Regions from separate parts of the Gossypium hirsutum genome. Here region 1 is linked to region 2. The links are chromatin contacts, called in public Hi-C maps. All regions are on one chromosome and are shown on one strand. Each heading gives the region's core, a stretch centred on a gene start, on an enhancer-like site or on the middle of the called end of the contact. The rest is flanking DNA. Distances are from core to core; before and after follow the strand shown.

Region 1 (4,643 bases), core at 2,060-4,559, 53 kb before region 2:
TCTGTACAGGGCAAGAAGGAATGTTTCGCAGCGTGCCTCTTTGTCTGTTATGACTTAATTCGACCAGATGTTGCTCTTGAAATGGCCTGGGTTAACAATATGATAGACTTCACATTCCCGTTCCTGTTGCAGGTGATTTCTTTGCTGCATCTTCAGTACTATTGTATATTTGGGGATTTATTAGCGACCATAACCCTTTTGGTTTCATGATCATTCTTAATTTCAAGATGTCGTGTTAGAATTCTATTTGACTCTCCTTATATTTCCAGTTCATCCGTGAATATACCGGCAAAGTTGATGAACTTATCAAGGATAAGATCGAGGCTCAAAAGGACGTAAAGGCTAAAGAGCAAGAAGAGAAGGAGGTCATTGCACAACAGGTATAGTTACTTTACCAATTCTCTATGGCTGTGGAGTTGCTAGATCTTCAAAGGGTTGGATGATTTTCTAACTTAATTGAAATGCATTGTATTGCAGAACATGTATGCGCAGTTGCTACCTCTTGCCTTGCCAGCACCTCCGATGCCAGGCATGGGAGGAGGTTTTGCTCCTCCACCACCTATGGGAGGAGGAATGGGAATGCCTCCGATGCCACCATACGGCATGCCACAAATGGGCAGCTATTAAGTCCTAACCAAGTCTGTTTTGTCAAAAAGGTTTTATTAGCAGCGGGGAATCCCATGGTGCATTGAGGTTAAAAGGCTGACGTAGTTCTATTAGTGGCAAATTTTCACGCTTCGACGCTGTCATTTTATTTTTCTTGTCCGTCTCTGGTAGGGTGTGTGATATGTCTTGTAATATTCATTTTTTTTATGTAGCAAGAGGCATTTTTTTGGCTGCTGATAGGGGGCAAGCCGAGGATTTAATGCATATTTGTAATTTTCCTTTTTGTAGTATTATTTTCTTCCGGTGTTTGGAAGCGACTTACGAGTATATACGAAAACACTTGCACATTACGCCCGTCATTGTTTCGAAATTTGATATTTTTCGACTCTGTTTCCCCCCTTACACCTAAAATATTTGGGCAAAATGCCAAAAAAGTTCTTTTTTTTTCAATATTTACCGAAATAGGCCGATTTTTTAATTATTTATCAGAATAGGTCATTTTTTGCGAAATCGTGTCCACGTAAGCGCGATGTCAGGGTACGTGTTAGGACATCGTGTCCACGTCAGCGTGACCTAGTGATGTGGACACAAATCGCGCCTACGAGGACGCGATTTGTTGACGTGGCATGAACAGTTTATGTTTTTAGCATGGAAAATTTTGAAAGGCTATAGCTTTTGGCTCGGTTGTCCGATTGAGACGAATTTTTTTTGATTTCGAATAACTTTTCGAGATCTATGCGTTGAAAAACTGCTTAGAGATGAATAGGGACTAATTTGTAAAGTATAATTTGTTAGTTACGAGTATAGAGATTAAAGTGTAATTATTTCAAAATTAGCATGAAATTTTTGTATTTAAGAATATTTGAATGTTATGGAAGGATGAACTTGAATTTGAATTGAAAAACGAAGCTTAGATTTGAAAATATGACTATTTAGGTTTTAGGGACTAAATTGAATAAAATAGAAAATTTTAGGAAACTTCTCAAAAGTGGAATGAGCTGACTTATACCTATAACAGGATGATATAAGGCAATTCTGTAAAAAAATATCCGGTGTTTACTTCAAATAAATAAGGAAAATAATAATTTGAATGTTTCAAAATTCAATTTTAAACCGAAAAAATCGAAATTTAGGGGCAAAAAAGGGGGTAAAAAAGGATCTTTTTCGACGAAAACTGCGGCAAACTGCCTTTGGGAGTTTGTCAGTGCGTAGATCTCGAAAATTTATTCGAAATAAAAAAAAATCGTCTCAATCGGACAACCGAGCCAAAAATTATGGCCTTTCAAAGTTTTCCAAGCTAAAAACATAAACTGGTCATGCCACGTCAGCAAATCGCGTCCTCGTAGGCGCGATTTGTGTCCATGTCAGCAGGTCGCGCTGACGTGGACGCGATTTCGCGGAAAATGGCTCATTTCGATAAATAATTAAAAAATCGGCCCATTTCGGTAAATATTGAAAAAAAAGGGCTTTTTTTGGTAAAATAGTCAAAATATTCGGTTCCTTTTTCTTTTTAAATTTTTTCTATGTACATTTTACAACAGTATATATATTAACAAAGTTGATGTTTTGAGTTAATCAAATATTAATTCAGTAAATGTTAAAATGTTAATCGTTTTTCTCAATGTATTTTTTTGCATAATTTAAACCTAAAATAAATTTATGAGTAGTTAAATTTTATAGGTTTTGATACCACTATAAAGCATAACATGATAAGGAATCTAATTTAGCCATTCTAAAAGTTAAAAGAAATTGAAATCCATTAATTGTTGTCCACTCAACAGCTCAAACATGACTAAAAGTCCCAATATTTTTTAAGATGCAAATCAATCAAATTAACGGCCATATTAATGTTTTAACGGTTTTGGACTAAAAAAACAAAAAAATGATAACTCGATTGACTATTCTATAAATTTTAAAGTCGGTATTCTTTTACATTTTATTAATTAAACAATAAAAATTATCTAATAATCAAATAATAGATAATATAATATATCCAATAATCAATTAAGTAATCTTAAATTTAAGTTTTTTTATTAATAAAAGTAACCAAGGTAAAAATTCATCTAATATATATTCTTTTTGACAAAAAGAGATTTCTTTTTGAAGAAGAAAAGTAATTAGAGATAGAACAACAATGGCGTATTGTCCAACACAATGGTTGCCAATCATCAAGATCTCAAACATATGCTGTCAAACCCCATAAAGTAGAAAAAAAAGGAATCATCACCGATCACTTAGACATTAGCCACTAATGAAAATATTAATGCATAAATCCCTGTTTCTAATCGACTTTCGTTTTCATTGAAAGCCTTGCTTAATAATCAGACCAAGACCCCATAAGAGGGGGAGGCTGGGAGCCACCCCAACCCGATCGAAAACAGCAACCGGGGGCACCTAATCCGGATCAGCACCCATACAGTGACAACATTAGCGTGTCTAATCGTAAAAATTAGTTGGTTGTTTGATTTGCCACATTTTTTAATGAAACCAACGAAAATTAATTTAATGGATAAACCAGTAAATATCAACATTACTGGTTAAAACACATCAAGCAAGGTAAGAAAAAATTGTGGGTGGTAAAAAGTTCAGGCATTCTAAATTCGATCCTGTACAATCTTTATTCTTACCCTTAAAAAAAATAAAAACGAAAAAGAAACAGTAACGGAAGCTGTTGTTAGTTAACAAATGGGAGGTTGACTTATACCTATTAAAAAGGAAGTTAAAAACAGATAAAGAAGAAGATAAAATCCCAAGAACAGAAATTCAGTCTCTGATAGAGTGATAGAGAATCAGTAACAATGAGACCTTTTGATAAGACCCAAAGATGCAATTACTTCCCCATGCTAACCATTGTAACTTTTTCAACTTTGTTCTTTGCATTCTTTTGTTACAATCAATACATGAAAACCATTCCATTCCCAGATTTCAAACACCAACACCCCTTCCAGGAATCTTCAAACTCAACCTATGTTCAACTTCAAGAAACAAACAAAGCTGACGATGGCGACTATGAAAGGATTGTTTCGCCATTAGAAGAGTGTGATATCTTCACAGGAGAATGGGTTTTTGATAATGGGTCATCACACCCTTTATACAAAGAAGACAACTGTGAGTTCCTTACTGACATGGTGACTTGCTTGAAGAATGGAAGGCCTGAGTCTTTATACCAGAAATGGAGATGGCAGCCCAGAGACTGCTCTTTGCCCAAGTAAATACTTTCTTTCTCTAAGTACTTGGTAATTCTTTTCAGATTCATTCTTTTAGTCTTCCATTTTTCTTCAAGTATCTTGTTCCTTGCATATTTTGAAACGATATGCTACTCCATAAACCCTTGAATAGTTAAAAATTTTGGGTTAAGGTTTGAGGCAAATTTATTGCTGGAGAAACTTAGAGGAAAGAGGCTAATGTTTGTTGGGGACTCCATAAATTTGAACCAGATGCTATCTATGGTTTGTATGGTTCAATCTATTATCCCACCAGAGAAGAAGAGCTTTAGTTATGCAAGCTATACCACTGTCTTTAAAATGGAGGTAATTGCTTGCTACTGTTTCTACAATATTTTAACTCATTGATTGATTTCATACAAATAACTAAGAAAAAAAAATGAAAGAATTTGTTTGAACTGTGTAGGATTACAATGCTACAATGGAGTTTTACTGGGCACCATTTCTGGTTGAATCCAATGTAGACCCTCCAACAATGAGGTATGGCACAGTGGTTCCTGTAGTCAAGCTTGAATCAATCTCAAAACACGGGGATAACTGGAAAAATGTGGATTATCTCATATTCAATACTTATATTTGGTGGAGGTACCCCACTATGAAAGCTCTGTAAGTTCTTACATTTGTTGTCTTTTACATTCTTTAGTACATATGGTTCTGAAATACTAGAAAATTTCACTCAATTCTTTCTTCAAAACTGACCTAAAAGGCAAGGATCTTTCAGTAATGGGGCAACGGATTCTGTCGACATTGATCAGAATGTAGCATATGAGAGGGCTTTGAAATCATGGGCTAAATGGGTGGAAGAAAATGTTG
Region 2 (4,673 bases), core at 537-3,036:
AATAATAACACGACATTTCATCACTAGTGAAATGAAAAATACAATAGGACTTATAAATAAAATACTAACTAACTTTATTTAAAAATAAACTCAAAATTTGAAATCCGAAACTCAAAACTCAATATAAACCTTAAACCGTAAACTCAAAATTCAATATAAATCCTAAGCATTAAATCCTAAACAATAAATTCTAAACTGGAAACTATAGAAATAATGATTAGAGATAAATATCAAAATTATACATGAATTTTGATCCAATGTGCACTTTGATACATGAAGTTTGATTTTGTGCAATTATACACATTAAACTTTGATTTTGATTCAATCGTATACATTTAATGAAATGGATACATCAATTTATTTTTATATTGGATAAGTATAATTATTTGTTTAAGTGATTTTCAAATGTAAAATGATATTATATTGATAATTTTGTTAGTTATTTATGAAAATTGAGTCAATTCAAAATGTCATGTATAAAATTGCACAAAATCAGAGTTCATATATAACATTGCACATTGAACAAAGTTCATGTGTAGTTTTGGGATTTATCCCTAATAATTATAATTCATATTTATATTTAATTATGTTTAAAATAAAATTATTAGTATTTATATATAGGTCATCTACTATTTTTTTTGTTTTATCCAATGATGAAGTATTGTTTTTTATTCATTAATTGTGCATAAAACTCATACACTAATAGTATATCCAATTGTTGTCTTGGCTCGTTCTTTCGCTCTCTCTCTTTTTCCTAACCTATTTAGAGTGCAAGTTCTATAATATTGTTGTGCATGTTTGTATTGCTTGTTAATTCTCTTTTATCTTCTTTTTTTTTTTGTACTTTGAGTAAAGAGACCGAGCTTAAGGTTTTTTCAATTAAAGAGAAGGTAGATGTTGAGTTGGTGGTTAACATTGAAGAAATCTATAGGGAAGAAATTGATTATGACCTTTGCTTGGTTTGGTAAGTTCGTGGGTGAAAGGGCCATCAACTTTAATGCTATGGAACATTCCCTCTTATCTCTTTGACGTTCAATTCAAGGTGTTAGTAGCAAGACTATTGGTGAAAATAGTCTTTATCTTATTAAATTGTTCGTTATTGTGGATTTGAAGAAGATGATTTCGGGGGTTCATGGTCATTCAATAATTGTATCCTGTTTATCCATCAATTGGCCAAAAGTGAAAATGTCGATGAGATTGAATTTTTATATGCAAATTTTTTTTGTTTAAGTATAGATCTTGCTCGGTTTTTTTCTTGAGGGTCTCGTCAAAAATCGTGGTAATGTTATTAATAGTTTCTTAGACTATGATGTGAATAGTCAACGTAATTTCCATAATAGCTATATGTGAATTTGTGTTCGTATCAACATCAACGAACCTTTGACGCGCAAGAAGAAGATTACAAAGTAAGGGGATCAATACTTTGAAGTCTCTTTTAGCTATGAATGCATTCGGCTGATTTGCTACACTTTTGGGCCCATTGGGCACATTGAAAACAATTGTAGGAAGCCTATTGAGTTTCCAGAGGACAAAGTGGTTCGTGGTTGGCAAGAAAGTATTCATGCTGAAGTCCGGTACAGCTATAGGAGGCGACTGCATCAGTGAAGGCATGAATTCAGGGATAGTGGTGATTGAAATTTTGCGGCTAGGAATAAATCAAGGATTGACAATTGCTACTTGTCTTTTCCTAAATTTTCGGCCCGGGTAACCGGCTTTGAGTGGAGGTCAACTTGCTACACAAATGGGCCAACCACATTTTGGGCCTTTACCGAATACAAACATTGCTTCTATTGGAGAGATGGGCCCACCGCATGGTCAATTGGGCATTTTTTCTACTTCACCATCGAGGTACAAAGCTAAAGAGGATATTATGGAACTCGATGAAACTAAAAAACATACAAGGGATGAGATTTCAAGCACAATTTCTTCTAAAGATGGGATGTATAATAATGCCATGTCCGTTTCTAGTGTTTCTGCTGATTCCATTATTCCTGTATCAATCAGTCTTCCTTTGGAGGCCTGCTACGATAAATGAATTGTTTAGCTTGTAACTTAAATCCCTTACCTAAGCTATTAATTAAATTCGAGTAAAGAAGGTCACATTTTCGAGCCAATTATTTCATTAAATTTTAAACTATTTAGTCATGTTCCACTCATAATTCAGACCTATTTAAAGTTATTTAAATGTTCTTGTACCATTTGTAAACTTTTTTTATGACCTGGTTTCGAATGGAGGTTGTTCGAGGTCTTTTTTAAAGCAAAACAAGAAAAATTTCAGTCATGGTTTATATGTCTCGAAACAAGAATCTACGTATCTCGAGAAATTACTCTAGTACTGTAGCAATTTTGGTTCGAAATCTACTTTTCTCGAGACAAAAGTACATGTCTCGAGACATGACCCTAGAACTGTACTATTTTAGATTCGAAATTTACCTGTCTAGAGACTTTGGCTCTTATGTCTTGAGACTTGGAATAGGAGATCCAAAAATCAAGTTGTAAGCATTTATGACACAATATCTAAACATCATTATTTCATTTTTCAAACATTCTTGGTCACTTTCCAAGCTTAAAATTTCGATAAAGGTCAATCTAATCTTCACAAGTTCATTTTAGCTTCTCTTACATATTAGCAATTCCATCTCTTATGTGAACTTCTTAGCATTACAACTCCTTCATTATTTTTCCTCTTCTTCCTCCTCTTCATTCCACATCCTATATGTACATGTATATATATATGTGAGTACCTTTGACTTTTAGTATAGCATGCCTATATGTAATATGAAATACTTTTTTCACTAATTGCACTTATACTCTTAACAAGGTTGTCTACTTGAGTAGAAGTTACTAAATTATTTATATCTTGGCCTACAAAAATCAAAATTAAGATACACTTTTTGTTTTTGAAACTAGACTCAATGAATTTTTTATCATAAAAAAAACTCAGAATTTAGTTCAAAGTATATTAATGCCATTTTTTTCTTCAAATCTTCCATTGTTCTACTACTAAGAAGCTCTGACCCTTCTCCACTAAATATTATTTATCTTTCTGTATAAAATTCATATAACATTGTTGTTTATTTCTCTTGAAATTAGACTCATTAAGATTTATATATATATATGAATTTCATCTCCTAACTATTTTTTTTACAATTTTTAATGATTTTCAAAGTTAGAATAGCAAATCCTACAATTTGTATAACCTTGTTTCACTAAAATGCATATATCTCATTCAATACAATCTCATTGCTTACACCGTTTCTTCTGTACAGAACTAGATTCATTAAAATTTAATTTCATACTTGGTTTATCATTTAACTCATCTTTTAAATTTTTTTGTGAATTTTTAAATTTAAGCTACTGCTGTTGTCCAAAAATTGTTTGTGATAATATTTACTTTTCCATGGTTCTTTAAATTAACTTTCATTTAAACATACATACTATTCATTAGAGTCATTTAGGTTCATATGTTGATATCATATTCATTTATTTACCTTAAAACTTCTCGTAATACAAATCATATTTCTCTCTTTCACTTAAAACTTGGTGTTTCTACATATCATACTTCATCAATTACTTTCTATCTCTACTATTTCAATTAAAATTCACATATCTTGCATTTCATTCATAACATATTTAACTCAAATCATAGAGATATAAGTAAATTTAATTTGCAAACTTACCACTTTTGACAAGAATTTCTTCTCTTTTGCTTCTTTTCCATTTATTTCTCAACTTCATCACTATCCTTCTATTTTCTTCTAATTTTCTTCACTTACATCTACTAATTTCTTGCTTCTAAGTTGTGGAACATACTCTCTACGAAATCTGCTTCATCTTTACTCTTTGGTGCCTAGGGAAAATTCTAAGAATTTTGGGTGAAATAACGAGATTTCATAACAAAGGACTAAATTGTAAGAAAAGGAGAATTTTTCCCCTTTTATATGATGGTAGCATTAGAGCATGGAGAGTTTGAATAAATTTCTTCATACTTCCATACAAATATCTCATCTAATTTAATTAATTAAAATTGTACAAGCCCATTTTGCCCGGGCCCAATTAAACCAAAGAACAAATAAAACCAAAATAAACTAAAGTCCAGTCCAATTTACAAATCAGCAAACCCAATACCCCAAGCCCAATTACAACCCGAGCCCAATTACAATGCAAAGCCCAAATGGCCCAAAACACAAATCAGAAAAAGGAAACCCTAACCATAGGTGCGCCGCACCTAGGGCCTTCTGGCCAACTGCCCTTCTGCCACCGCCGCCACTGTCACGTCGACCACTTGCACTGACACCTGCAAGGAGGGAGACACGCAAGCAATAAAAAAATACAAAAAAATCATGTAACATGGGCTATAAAAAGTCGAGTATCATCACTGTAAGGGGTTCCGTTTCCCTCTTTTACGAACAAAAAAGAAAATAAAAACAAAATTTGAAGGTGATTTCTTGTTTTTCTTATTTAAATCTTTCTATTTATTTTATCTTTATTTTTATTATTGTTTTTTATTTTTACAAACGAAAATAAAAAGAAAAACACTCACCTGGAATCGTCCTGCAAATATCATTGCCGGAGGCCCTTTTCTAGTCACCGAAATCGGACCAAGAGAGGGCTTGGGGGTCTCTTTTCCTTCGGCCTTTGGTCAAGAAGGCTTTGCCTTCGAGTTTTTTTTA

The links. A called contact is a pair of places that touch in the nucleus more often than the background predicts.
Region 1: a Hi-C map of leaf shows a contact between it and region 2, with 4 times the contacts expected there. The contact joins the promoter of LOC107955180 here to the enhancer-like site in region 2. A contact is called at or near these places in 5 of 34 Hi-C or Micro-C datasets (leaf and petal).

The regions. Positions count from the first base shown.
Region 1 is chrD04:13,611,213-13,615,855 of Gossypium_hirsutum_v2.1, reverse strand. LOC107955180 (protein trichome birefringence-like 30) reads left to right here and starts at 3,309. Exons shown (of 5, transcript XM_041092012.1): 1 at 3,309-3,814; 2 at 4,044-4,136; 3 at 4,237-4,436; 4 at 4,552-4,643. The coding sequence starts at 3,779. It overlaps LOC107955181 (clathrin heavy chain 1), which reads left to right. Exons shown (of 32, transcript XM_041092013.1): 30 at 10-132; 31 at 270-380; 32 at 478-965. The coding sequence ends at 627.
Region 2 is chrD04:13,556,689-13,561,361 of Gossypium_hirsutum_v2.1, reverse strand. No RefSeq gene overlaps it. Among protein-coding and RNA genes, the nearest start is that of LOC107955177, 31 kb to the left of the region's middle. Within about 2 kb of position 1,786, at least 6 of the 9 cell types and tissues checked have an H3K27ac peak or open chromatin away from gene starts, as enhancers often do. A contact at or near this core is called in leaf, where this site is marked.